Regions from separate parts of the Mus musculus genome. Here regions 1, 3 and 4 are each linked to region 2. The links are chromatin contacts, called in public HiChIP or PLAC-seq and promoter capture Hi-C maps. All regions are on one chromosome and are shown on one strand. The core of a region is the stretch at or near the end of the contact, and the rest is flanking DNA. Distances in the headings are between cores, read along the strand shown.

Region 1 (3,262 bases), core at 442-2,941, 1.8 Mb after region 2:
TGAAAAAGGAGTCTTTTACCCAGCCTTATTTATGTCATTGGCATTGTTAACAAAGAGAATTCACATTAAAAGGTAGTAGCTTAGAACGAGTGTCTGTATTTTGGGAAATGGTATTGTCTTGGTAGTCCACAGAAGCTGACTGTAGTAATAAAGATGAATGGCGACGAAGGCAAAGAGCATCAAGTGGGAAATGCCGTCTGAAACCCCATAGGGCTATACCTTGGTAAGAATCGTCTTCCAGAATACGGCTTTACCATTTCATCTTAACAGTTTAAAGCATGTAAAAAGACGCAAAACTGAAAGATAAAAACGCAAAACCTTGTATATCTGGCCCCTAACCTATTTATATTATAAACCCAAAGAGTGTTCCAGAACATAGCTTGTCATTTCCCCCCCCCACCATTTCTTCAAAATGGCTTTTTTTTTTTTAATCTATTTTTAAAATGCAACCCTGCAACCCAGCCTAGAGGAATTTTAAAATGCCTATGCTGCTGAGCTTGGCTGTGTTTCCTAACGAATCCACCCCCATTAGGTGTAGTATTTTATGTTGGGCGACACAAACACGTAGTTCCTATTTCCATGGATGCACATTTCCTGAAAGCATTGCACCTGAGGATGCCGCTCTGTCCCTGTCGAGGCATTAAACTCTAAGCAGTCACGACCTGCACTCACAGAAGAGCCACATGGTCACTTCAATGAGAAAAATTATCTGGCCCCGGGCGCCACTTTCTACAGCCACAGCATCTCCGGCAGGGGCAGAGGAGAGCGAGGGTGAACAGAGGCAACCGGGAGCGACGGACAACACGCCTGACACTTCGCCTCTGCCCTCAAAGCCTTTTCTCGAACGGGGCACTAGGGACACGTAGCGAGTGGCCGGGGTCTCCGCCGGGGACCGACCTCTAAGGACCCGCGAACTCGTCCTTGGGGACGAGGCGCAGCCACCCGACCCACCGAGGCAGGGGCTCCAGCCTGCTCGCCGCTCGCAAAGGAGAGACCGGGCGCCCGCCGCCTCTCTGCCGCGGAGGGGGGCGCAGCGCTCACGCGAGCCCACATTTTTTTTTCTTTTGCGCCTCCTGTCACGCGCGCGAGAGAGAAGGCGAGCAAAGCCGAGAACAGGGCAGACTCCGCAGCGACCCTGTAGAGGGCCGCCGGCGGCGGCGTGCGCGCGAGTGCGCGGAGGGAGGGCAGCCCCGACGACCCGGCGCCCGCGCTCCCGCTCCCGCCCGCTCCCGCTTACCTGCCGGGGTCGCCCCGAAGACTCGTACCACCGGCACCTTCTTGACAGGGAGCTGGGTGAGCGGGGATTGGCAGGTATCCAGCCCCGGCAGCGGGCTGGCCATGTAGTAGTCGGCAGTCACTATCCGCACAGAAAACATGTTCGCCGCCGCCGCCACCGCCACCGCCTCCCCTCCACTCAGCGACCTGGCAGCAGCGGCGGCGGCGGGCTCCGCAGAGGCGCCTCCTCCCCTTCCTCCTCGGTTCGGCTTTTCCCCCCCGCCCCTCGCACGGACGCCGGGACGAGCGGCAGCGGCGGCGGCGCGCGGAGGCTGCGGAGGCTGTGTGCTGCCGCCGCCTCCTCAGACGCTCCGGGCGAGAGGCAGCGGGAGAGAAGCCCTCGCGCGTTCGTCGGGTCGGGTGGTACCGCTGCTGCTGCCGCCACGGCCGCCGCCGCCGGGAATCACACGGGCTCCTCGGTCCCAGGCTGCAGCTCTTGTTGCCATGATGATGATGTCACGGACGCAACCACTGGGGGAGGGGAGGAGGGGTGTGTGTGTGCGCGCGCGCGAGCGGCGACGGGGGGGGGGGAGGAGGCGGGCGGGCGCGCGCCCGGGGTGGGAGGGGACGAGGAGGGGGTTCTCCCCCGCTCGGAGCGCGCGGCTGGGGAAGAAGCTGGCGGGAAGCCGGGCCGCGCGCCGAGGAATCGATGATTCGGCCTGTGGGCCGGGTCACTGCGGCGGGGCCCGGGGAGCGCCGATAGCATGGATAGGCTCAGAGGGGCGCAGGGTTTTGGCGGCTTCCCGAGTTCCCCTCGCCGACCGCCATGTCACATCTTACGGAAGAGGCGGGGGCTGCCGCGGAGAGGATATTTTTTGTTTTGTTTTGTTTTCACAAGGTAAGGGAAGCCGCCAGCGGGAGAAGGGAGGCGCGGCACAGACCTCGGGCGGCCCTGGCCGAGCGGGAGGGTGGGAAGGAGGGAGGGCGGGCCGGGCGGGCGAGCGAGCGGGCGGGCGGAGCGTTGGACGTGCCGGCCCTTCTCAGGTAACGCGGCGGCGGAGCTGGAGCCCGGGCCAGCTCGAGGGGCGGGGGCGCGCGGGCCTCGGCCTATAAAAGGGCCGCCCTGGCGCTCGCTCCCTCCTCCGCCCTCCCCTCCCCCCAGCTCCGGGCGAGCCTCGCGCCCCGCCTCGCCCGCCTCCTCTTCTGCGGTGCTGCAGTGACTGCGCCCGGCCACTTAAGGAGATTTATTCACGCGCGGCCCTGCCCAGCTTTGCCCAAGCTGGGCAGATACACCGACAGCACAGGGATTTCCCACCGTCGTGGTTTTCTCCACCCCCCCACTCCCCCACCGCCTGCCCCTCTCGCACTAGGACAACCACTGTGGGTTCCCCCGCGCAGGCTACACACACACACCCCACACACACACGCGGCACGAGCGAGAACACGGAAAGACTTGTTTGCTCCACTCACCTCCCTCCCTCCACTCCTCTCGCGGCTGCTCGGAGAGCCCCGAGAGCCTTTCAGAGAAAATGTTGGCAAAAGGGAAAGGCTCCTAAAAGTCGGCGTGTTTTCATTCACTCTTAGTGCAAGATTTTACTACGGGTTGACACAGAAGAAAAAGGGGGTGGGGTAAGACATAAAATAAAAACCAACTTTATTTGGAGCTAGAAAGGAGATGAAGTGGCACAGTTAGGGATTGGGGGGTGCGGGGGCAACAGATGCTGCTGGTGAGGATGTTAAATTAGAACCTATGGATTTTGTCTGGCTTGGTCACTAATACTGGGCGTGACCTCGGACAAATAATTTGATTTTTTTAGGCCTCGTTTTTCACAGGTGAGTCGTCGCCGCCGCCCCCCCCCCCAATTCCGCCCCAACAAAAAGATTAAAGTAATAGGAAGCAGAAACTACAGTTTTCAGCTTTGAAATTTGCCACTGAAATTAGGACACTTGACAGTCATTATCCATCCAAAGTAGAGTTCATTCTGTCCCACTTAAAAAATTATACAGGTGCATTTTACTGCTTGTTATATTGCCTTGTATCTGGAGT
Region 2 (3,107 bases), core at 273-2,772:
GCCAGAATGGAGCTAAGTTCCTTTCTTTTCTAGAAACTAGTCGCCTGCACCATTCTCCTTTGCTGAAGCCCTGGATCTCAACACGTATTTACTGCAAACAGGACACGAAGAACCATTCATAAAGTACTCGTTCTTAAGACACGCTGTTCACAACAGTGTAGCCTGATAATGGATGCAGCCTTCGGAATGCTGCAGCTAACCCCGTAATTGCCAGAAAACACAAGTTATCTCCTCTGTGGGCATTTCAATTATACAAGGCAATTAACTTGTATTTCCAGGCTTCTCTTAAAACAATATGAAGAACCCACACATTACAAGTCTGGGAGGAAATTGTCAAGTAGGTAGGAGTCAAACAATATTTTACTTTATCACTTTAACCGTGATAGAGATTCCCAGAACTGTTCTGTAATTTACTTTGTTCATTTAAAAATATCTGTTACCCTAGCATCCTTCTAACAAAAAATCGGGAACTACTTAGTTTTATTCATATTAAAAAAAAAAAAAAAAAAAAAAAACCAAAACCCTAGAGAAGGCACTAGGACAAGTCAATCTTTAGGTTGAGAAGCGCAGTTACTAGATTAAGAGCAATAACCAACTTAAAGCACGTCGTGTTTTCACCTCATTACTTCAAATTTACCTTCTGTCTCATTTGCGTCGTCACGGCCTATGCCAATTTGTACAAGCCTTAACGAACCCTAGAGTTGAACAAAAGGCGTGTTCCTTGATCGGATTTCAGAAAAACGGACAGACTGAATTTCAACCTAACTCCACAGCCTTAAAACACAGGCCCCCGGGAGATCACATCTTGCTCTTTATATGTCCCTAGGTTTCACTTCTCATCATCCGCCACAAGCCTCGTTCTTCCCTTACCACTCAAATCTCAGATACAGCCAACACCGCTCAGCTAAGTCAACGTGAAGTTACAGGAGGCTCGCTGGTGGGAGGGGGCAAAGGGACACCCAACTCATCTCTAAATGTCCCCCACCTATCCCGAACTCCTTCATTAGAAACTTCCGGAGAAGTTTCGAGGGGAGGACAAGAGTCTGTCCCACGAGCCCAAAGTTTGCGCACCCCGCCGACCGCGGGGCGCGTCGCCTCGTCCAATTACTCCTAACTGCCACCGCGGAAGCAAGCCACGTCGCCGTCCCGAGCTGCGGCGCGGAGTTACCAGGCGCTTGGGGGGATGGCGCCTCTGAGGGCAACGCTCGCGGCCTAGCTCGCCTGTCGCCTTCGCCCCCCACCCCGTCGGGCCGCCGTCCTCCGGCCGGGCGGCCATGTTGCGCGAGTCCCCACCGGCTCGGCGCGTGCGGCGGGCGCCCACCTGGTAGCACGGTGGGCATTTGCGTCGTCGGGACCACTTTGGTGGTCGTGGTCGGCACCTCGGTCACGTTGGGAGCCAGGGTGGTGATGTTGGGCTGCGCGGCCGAGACGCAGAGCACGGCGAGGCAGGTGGCGGCCCAGAGCAGTCGGCGGGAGGAGCCCGACATTGTGTCTTCAGCCCAGGCGTCCGGGAGAAAAGCTGCGGCAAAGCAGGCTCCGTCTAGCACTGCGTCCCTGCGGCGCCGCCCCCCGAGAAGCCCGCCCCGCGGGAGCGCGCGCCGGTCACGTGAGCAGCCCGGCGGGGCGGGGCGGAACGGGCGAGACCACTAGGAAGCCGGCCGGAGGGAGAGAAGCGGCCGCGGAGACCTCTAGGGCAGCAGTCCGTGCGTCGCAAGCCGTCCTTCTTGTCCTGGGAGGATCACGCGCGGCACAATGGAGCTTTCCTCACATCTGCACCACGGATGATCTCCCCCCGCCCTGGCAAGGATGGAACTGCCCACGTGACGTAGCGAGGGGCGTCCACCTGCGCCGCCTGGGAGGCGGGCCGCGAGGTGTCACGTGACCCCTCGGTAGCGCGCTGCGGGTAAGAAGCCCGGAGGCTCTGAGACCGCTGAGCTTGAGTTCTGCTGACCGCGCTCGCCTAGGGCTCTGTAGGAGCCGCCTTTTCTTCCGTGAAGCTTGATTTATTTTTAAGTGTGAATTTTTGTTTTTGAGAGTTCGGGGACTCAGTAATGACGGAACCACGGGATCCAAGAGTTTGCCGGGCCACTGGTTCAGTGCCCGTAGCTGTGGGTGGGACCGAAAGTGATCTGTCCCGGACGCTTCCTTGTCGTAACCGCCACCGGTGCCCTTGCCTCACCTGCTTCTTCCGAGTCACTCAGAGATCCGCAGTAGGGATCGATCTGTCCCAGCCCCAATCACTGTGGTCAGAGAGGAAGACGGCTAGGGATGAAAAGCCTTCGTGCCTCTTCCTATCCCCACATCACGAGCGACGAAGTATGAGACTTGGGGAAAGTGACCTGACCCTGACACTAGGATAGCATAGTGGCAGAACAGGCATTTTCAGTGCCTGTTGGCGGACTCTGGCTCTCTTTAGTCGTGAGCGCCATCTGATGCCGGGTCTCACAAAATAATCAACGCTTGACATGCTTATAGTAGGTGGTTTTGGTTTTTTTTTTTTTTTTAAATGAGACTTGAAAATGATAGGTAGAGCTAGGAATGTAGTTCATTTGGTAGAACGATTGTCCCTCATGCAAGAGTCCCTGGGTTTTGCACTATGCTGTCTTGATTGTTTAGCGTTTGCCATATTTTATGTTACAATTTTAATGTCATAATTTTAATTATGCATGTGACCCTAATAACAAGAATATCAGATGTTTCGGTGGTGTCTGTTTCGCTGTAGTATGCATTTTAAAAAATGACTCTAAAAGCATTTTTACAACTTTAGCGAAAGATTGAAAGCCCTTATTTCTGCCAGTAATGAATTTAATGTGGTTCCTTTGTGGGTGTACTCTGTAAAATAAATATGAGCCAGTGGGTTGTGACTGACCAAATCAATGGTCTTAGCATTAAGGTGCAGTCAAATAGTCATCATAAGAGCTTTAGAGAAGCTGCTGTTCTCTCAAACGCCTCACATGACACCTAGGCTAAAAGAAGAACTTCTGTTTGGAGATTTTAAAGCAGAGGTTATGTTCCATCTCCTCTTCCTGCTCCCAAATCGATGATCTCATTTGTCCCTAGGATGAACACACTCTGCTGTGGGGACCATTGATTTAACAGCTTGTCAC
Region 3 (2,998 bases), core at 130-2,629, 1.2 Mb before region 2:
CAGACACAGAACGCTCTCCCCCAGAGCCGCTGTTATACTCGAAACCTACTAATTATGGTTACCACCACCAGAAATAACCCATTAGGCGCTTGCTGTAAGTGCCATCAGCTTTAAGAATAACCGGTGCCATATGTCTTAGTAAAGTGCAACACAGAATCCAACATTACAATCTTAAACCTAACATCCCCGGAAACTGCACTGGGTTGCGTTCTGACGCGACCTTTAATGTGGAAAGACTCGAGAACTAAAAGCAAAGGAGCTTGCGACCCCACCAACTACCTCCTTCCATCAACGAATCCCGCTTAATCCTTCATGCCTGCACTTTTCCGTTGTAAACAGGAAACTCCAGAGGAAAGGAAACGGAGAAAATCCTATTTGTGCTTTTATAAAAGGAATAACGGCAGCGCTCTCCAACCCCCACGATGTGATTGAACAAATGAAAAAAGCAACCGGAGGAAGTGACGGGGTGGGCTGCTGGTGAGCTCACTTGGAAGTCCCAAACATGACACCCAGCTTAGGGGTGCCCCCAAACATCTGTACCAACAGCTGCAGCGGGGACACCGGGACAAGAGGGAGAAAGGGTGACGGGAGCGAAGGATGCGGAGTTGTGCCCACACGCTCTTATTCCCCCTCGGCCAACTCTTCTCTCGCCCCCCGTCCCAGCCCAGCCCGCTCCCTCCAGAAAGAACACCCAACAAAGCCGAGGCTGGGGAGACAAAGAGGCGGCAGGCGAGGGGCGTCCAGAACAATGCGGATCGGATCCCCGCCAAACTCCCGCGGACCACGCAGGCGGGCGGACAGCCCCGGAAATCGCCGCCGAGCTCCGGCCCCGTGGACAGCGGCCCTCAGGCCCCGCCGCCCAGGCGGCGTCCCTGGGACGCGGAGCAGCACCGGCGGGCAGGACGGCGCGGCCCGGAGCGGAGCGGAGAAGAGCGGAGCGGAGCGTCCGCCCGAGCGCGCCAGAGCGGGCCGCCGACGGGACTCACCCGCGTTCTGGTCTCGCGGCCAGAGGTAGTAGGTGGCGGGGATCACGATGAGCCCCACGAAGGAGGTGAGGAAGTAGAAGAAGGTGTTCCCGCTGTCATCGTACTGGAACTGCTGGCCCGCCATGGCTCCGCCTCCTCCGCCGCGCTCCCCTCACCGCCGTCGCCACGACCCCGCGCTGCGCTCCGGCTCCCGGCTCCCAGCGCCCCGGCCCCGTGTGGCGTAGCTCGGACGCCGCTACCGCCGCCGCCGCCGCCGCCGCCGCCGCTCTCCTCCCCGCCCCCACGCCGCTCTCACGGACACGCCGCCGCCGCCGCCGCGGCCGTCGCCAACTCTCGCGAGAGGAGCTAGTTCCCGCCCCACGCGGCTGTTCCCTCCCCGGCCGTCTCCTCCACACGCTCACTGAGGGAGACGTGGCGCGCGCAGCAAAGAAACTCTGTTGGACCCCGCCCGCGGCCCCGCCCCTGAGCCACGGACCACGCCCTCTGTTTTCCATAAGCCCGCCCCCGGGTCCCGCCCCCTGCTTACCAGGCTTTCCTTCCCAGCACCCTTCCCGGATTCCAGGAGCTTTCTTGCCAGGGTCCCCCAAGCAGTGAGCAGAGGCGAGCGTCCTAGGTGCGATTGGGACCTGAGCTTTTGCAACCTAAGCGAGGTTGCCAAACCTCTCCACTCTCTCCTATCCCTCTCACTTTTCCTCCACGTGAACCTCATGGAAACAAGTGCCATTAAAATAGGGAGCAAGGAAAAATAAATAAATGAAAAGAATAGGGAGCAAGGAACTCCTCAGAGTTCCAAAGCCTTGGTATTTGGAGCTGCCAGTTCACTAATGCTTTCTGTGACCCAAGCGATCATGTCTTCAATTTGTCAGTAAAACATGAAATAAAGCAAAATATAGATCGGTGGCTCTCAACCTTCCTAATGCTGCCACACTTTAATACAGTCCCTCATGTTGTCGTGACCCCGAACCGTAAAATTATTTTCATTTCTAGTTCATAACTGTAATTTTACTACTGTTACGAATTGTAATGTAAATATATGATGTGCATGATATATATACTCCCTCTAAAACGGTCTTTTGATAACTCCCCCTTAACAGGGTCAGGACCCACATATTGAGAACCAATGTCATATATGCTCTATTGATGAGAAAATTCAGACTCAAAACATTTTCCAGAGGTAACGCTCAATGGTTTGGGTTTGCTCAGGGCTTGAGGATCCAAACCCAGATCGCTCTGACGCCCCAAAGAGCCGCTGGCACTCCCCTGCAACCTGTGGGCAATCTGAAGAGGCAGTCACTCTCTGCTCCTGGCCACCGAATCTCAAGCTGGAGTCAGCTGAACTGCAGGATAGTCCTCTAACCTTGCAAAGATCCCACCAGAGTCCAGTGGTGGCCTTAGCAGGGTGGGTCCCAGTGTCTGCACTGCCCTCTGTGGATCAAGAGGACACAGGGCACTTTACACAGGACCGCTGTGAATAGTAAAGGAAACTGTGCAATATCTTTAAAAAGAGAAGCTACCGCGCAAGTACAAACATTCTGCTGTATTTTTTTTTAAGATTCATTTTTTATTTTTATGTATATGAGTACACTGTAGCCATCATGTGGTTGCTGGGATTTGAACTCAGGACCTTCAGAAGAGCATTCAGTGCTCTTAACTGCCCGTTTTGTTGTTGTTTTGTTTACTTTGCTTTTTGTTGGGGGGGGTGTTTTTTTTTTTTTCTTTTTGAGCCAGGGTTTCTTTGTGTAGCCCTGGCTGTCCCGGAACTCACTCTTTAGCCAGGGTTGGCCTCGAACTCACAGAGATCAGCCTGCCTCTACCTCCTGAGTGCTGGGAATAAAGCTGTACACCAGCACCAGCGTTTAAGGATTGTTTCAAGACTAGTCAGTTAACTACATGGCTTTTCAATATGCCTTCCATTGTCTGAGAGGAAATCTGGTTACACAAGCTCTTTCATTGAATGTCTCAAAACCAGTATTTATCATAATGAGTCATGCTTCCCCTTATACTAGATTATG
Region 4 (3,149 bases), core at 328-2,827, 1.3 Mb after region 2:
AGAAACCCTCTCGAAAAACTAAAACAACAACAACAACAACAACAAAAAGGAGAAAATAAAAATTCTCATATAAGTTTTCCAAGTAAAAGAGCAAGAAGGAGCAGATTGTTAAATCACTTGTCGCCTCCTAGTGGCAGTGTCTTAATATTGCGACCACTATCACATTTAATATTCTTTATTTACTAGTTCAGGTTAATAGCCTTCCTCATAGATTTTTTTTTCCTCTGCAAGGAGCTTCAGTCATGCTTGCAGAAGACCTAAGTTTACTTCACACACAACTACTAATAGGACAAAATTCTTTCCTGTTTTGTTGTTCATAAGCACTTAAAATTTTTCTTGCAGTTAATGGTCTCGTGAACATTATAACTACATTCATACTAAGAACAAGAAAGGCAGGTCAGCCAGGCTGTAGTGAACACCCTAAACCCCAGCACTTAGGAGGCTGAGGCAGGCAGAAAGCAGAACTTGAGTTGGAGGTCGTCTGGGACCATACAGAGAGGAATGACCGGGCTACACAGTATAAGCCATGTAAAATACAAGAGGAAAGATATCCATTTAGTAGCTCAGGACCAAAGCATCTACTCTAACTTTCAACTAAATATAAAAGAAACCACTCAGACTGTGTCCTCTCCCTCTCAACCCTCAAGAGAGTTGAGAACGATCATCAATGGCAGATAGCAGTTGCAAAATGCAGCACTAAAAGCCGGCTTCACGCTCAGGAAAGGACACTCTGTCTCCTCCTCGTGGTTTCGGGTGCTCTACACAGTCAGAGAAACTTCTCTAGTAACAAACTATAGAAATGATCCCTGAAAGTATAGTCTTAGTTTAGCGTTGCCAGCCGCCGCGAGGCCACCTCTGACAGCACATTTTTAACTAATGGTGACATTCCCCACCCGCCCCCCCCCCCCCGCGAAAACCCCGTAATATTCTCCTAAGGAATACCATACACATGCACTTTCGAAGCTGTGTTCGTATATTATTTTGCAAAAAAAAAAAACAAAAACAAAAACTCATTCTGAATACTTATGACTTGTAAACTAACTCAGAATCAAGTTCATAATTAACATATTGAGGATAATAGCCAATCACACGCCAGTGTCTTCAGTCATCCTAAGAAAATCACTTCCGGACCAGTTTTAAAGGGTGGGTGCGGCTCCTCAGGCTGCGTTTTACTTAAGATGGGTGTTGATTTGTGTCCTCTGCGGTCTGAATTCCACCCTGTCCCAGTAGCGTCACTGCTGGGTTTGTGTTAACTAAGTAGCCACTCTGGCCTAGAATTTGCATTAATCCTCTCCCTCCCGCGTCCTTAGATGTTGGGATGAAAAGTGGAGGCCACCATTGATCCTCTAGTCTCCTTCGGCAGACAATAAACGTGAGGTTTTGTTTTATAGTGGAGGCAGTTGATTACGCTCATCCTCAGCTACTTACTGAGTTCAGTGTAGCCTGAGCTCTATGAGCCACGTTCTTCAAAGTGGGGCTAAATACCCTAAATTCCCGAAGCTCGGAGCGTGTCGAGTCTCCACGTGGGACCCACTTACGGAAGCCTGGCGTCGCCATCTTGCTTTCTGGCCGGAAGCCGGACGCCGCTGCCCGTATCCAAAATGGCATCCACAGGGGGCGTGGCCAGTGATGGCGTCTCCGAACGCTATGGCGGCGGCAGTGGATCCCATTTGGGAGGACTTGGAGGAGGAGGAAGAGGAGCTAGAGGAGGTTGTAAGCGAGGGTCAGAGGCCTGCGGCGCGGGCGGTCTTGGTTGAGCCACCCCTGGGTGGGGAAGGGAGTCTGGGATGCGGACGGAGGGAGGGAGGCCGGTAGACAGCTCGCTGGCTTTCCGAAGCCCGAGAAGCCGTGGAGGGCTAGCTTCAGTTCTGGTTTACCCATTCTAGAAAGAATCGGTTTCCACCAGAAACTGGATCGAGTTTTCACAGAGAAATTTGGGGCATTTCTTATTTACTGCCCCTTGTCTACCTTATTAACTTTGCTTTCTTCCACCAGGAGCAGTTTGTTCTGGTAGAATTGTCAGGAATCATTGATTCAGACTTTCTCTCCAAATGTGAAAATAAATGCAAGATTTTGGTGAGTCTTAGAATTCGGGGAATGTTGTAGATTTTCTTAAAGTTAAAACAAGACTAAAAGGTGATATGCTTGTCCACAAAGAGAGAGACGTTCATCCCACCTTACAAAGCAGTGATCAAACGCTCCAGGCTCATACCAGAAGAGTAGGTTACAAGGGAGGGATTCTATGGGAGCAGAGAAAATGCCTGACTGCTTCTTCTTCACTGTCTGAATGTGTGGCTGGAGAGAAAGAGCAAAACACCTTGTATGAAACTTCTGGGGGACTTTCAGGACAAAGCCTAATCCATGCTGTTAAGCAGTGCCTGCCTTCCTTGTAGTGGGCGTGGCCTCAGTTCTATCCTCCAATAGTACCACAGTTGAGTGTACTAGTCTGGACGCAGACTCTGGTCTAAGTGTGGATATGTATGCAGTGTTGCCCGGCCGGTCACCAAGTACCCATGTCACCTGCTTCACCATGCCTTTGGTGTGTCTTTGGCTCACTCCTCACAAGCCAATTAGGAAAAAATAGCATGAGAGCAGGCTGTCCTGGTGCACACCTGTAATGCCGGCACTGGAGAGCCCAAGGCAGGCGGATCCGAAGTTCATTGTCATCCTACCCCCCAACTCCCCGGAATGCCCTGGAACTCACTTTGTAGACCAGGCTGGCCTCGAACTCAGAAATCTGCCTACCTCTGCCTCCCAAGTGCTGGGATTAAAGGCGTGCGCCACCACCGCCTGGCTCATTGTCATCCTTAATGATATAGTAAGTTCTAGGCCACCTTGATCTACAGAAAGCCCTGTCTTCAAAATGCCTGGAGAAGACACAGTTTAAAATATTACGTTATTGCCTGATGATGATACATACCTTTAATCCCAGCACTCATGAGGCAGAGGCAAACGGATCTCTTAAGTTTGAGGCCTGCTTGGTCTGCAGAGTGAGTCCCAGGACAGTCAGGGCTGTTACACAGAGAAACCCTGTCTTTGGGGGATGGGGGTAGGGATGGGGGATAAAGCTGTTATCAAAATTTTTGGGCAAAATCCTTGGCTTCAAATATTTAAACAGGTTAATTTCTGCCACTTACCCCAACATGCCA

What was found. Promoter capture Hi-C pulls out the DNA fragments that hold promoters and counts their contacts. HiChIP or PLAC-seq counts read pairs in DNA pulled down with a chosen protein or histone mark. Capture Hi-C pulls out chosen DNA fragments and counts their contacts.
Region 1: a contact with region 2 is called in a promoter capture Hi-C map of pre-B cells, with 4 times the contacts expected there. The contact joins the promoter of Rev3l here to the promoter of Cd164 in region 2. A contact is called at or near these places in 1 of 39 promoter capture datasets (pre-B cells) and 1 of 115 datasets of contacts at active chromatin or transcription factors (astrocytes).
Region 3: a contact with region 2 is called in a promoter capture Hi-C map of adipose tissue, with 4 times the contacts expected there. The contact joins the promoter of Sec63 here to the promoter of Cd164 in region 2. A contact is called at or near these places in 5 of 39 promoter capture datasets (the C10 cell line, hippocampal neurons, liver and 1 more), 3 of 484 Hi-C or Micro-C datasets (B cells, CD8 T cells and erythroblasts), 4 of 115 datasets of contacts at active chromatin or transcription factors (astrocytes, cardiomyocytes, extraembryonic endoderm stem cells and 1 more) and 1 of 9 other capture datasets (adipose tissue).
Region 4: a contact with region 2 is called in an H3K27ac HiChIP or PLAC-seq map of extraembryonic endoderm stem cells, with 8 times the contacts expected there. The contact joins the promoter of Gtf3c6 here to the promoter of Cd164 in region 2. A contact is called at or near these places in 3 of 115 datasets of contacts at active chromatin or transcription factors (astrocytes, embryonic stem cells and extraembryonic endoderm stem cells) and 1 of 9 other capture datasets (adipose tissue).

What each region holds. Positions count from the first base shown.
Region 1 is chr10:39,730,589-39,733,850 of GRCm38.p6, reverse strand. Rev3l (REV3 like, DNA directed polymerase zeta catalytic subunit) reads right to left here and starts at 1,691. Exons shown (of 32, transcript NM_011264.3): 1 at 1,238-1,691. The coding sequence starts at 1,376. E130307A14Rik (RIKEN cDNA E130307A14 gene) reads left to right here and starts at 1,844. Exons shown (of 3, transcript NR_038037.1): 1 at 1,844-2,113.
Region 2 is chr10:41,517,915-41,521,021 of GRCm38.p6, reverse strand. It overlaps Cd164 (CD164 antigen), which reads right to left and starts at 1,522. Exons shown (of 6, transcript NM_016898.2): 1 at 1,322-1,522. The coding sequence starts at 1,487.
Region 3 is chr10:42,759,877-42,762,874 of GRCm38.p6, reverse strand. Sec63 (SEC63-like (S. cerevisiae)) reads right to left here and starts at 1,379. Exons shown (of 21, transcript NM_153055.3): 1 at 987-1,379. The coding sequence starts at 1,110.
Region 4 is chr10:40,256,140-40,259,288 of GRCm38.p6, reverse strand. Gtf3c6 (general transcription factor IIIC, polypeptide 6, alpha) reads left to right here and starts at 1,577. Exons shown (of 6, transcript NM_026113.5): 1 at 1,577-1,710; 2 at 1,996-2,076. The coding sequence starts at 1,630. It overlaps Rnu3a (U3A small nuclear RNA), which reads right to left and starts at 821; the gene lies at 610-821.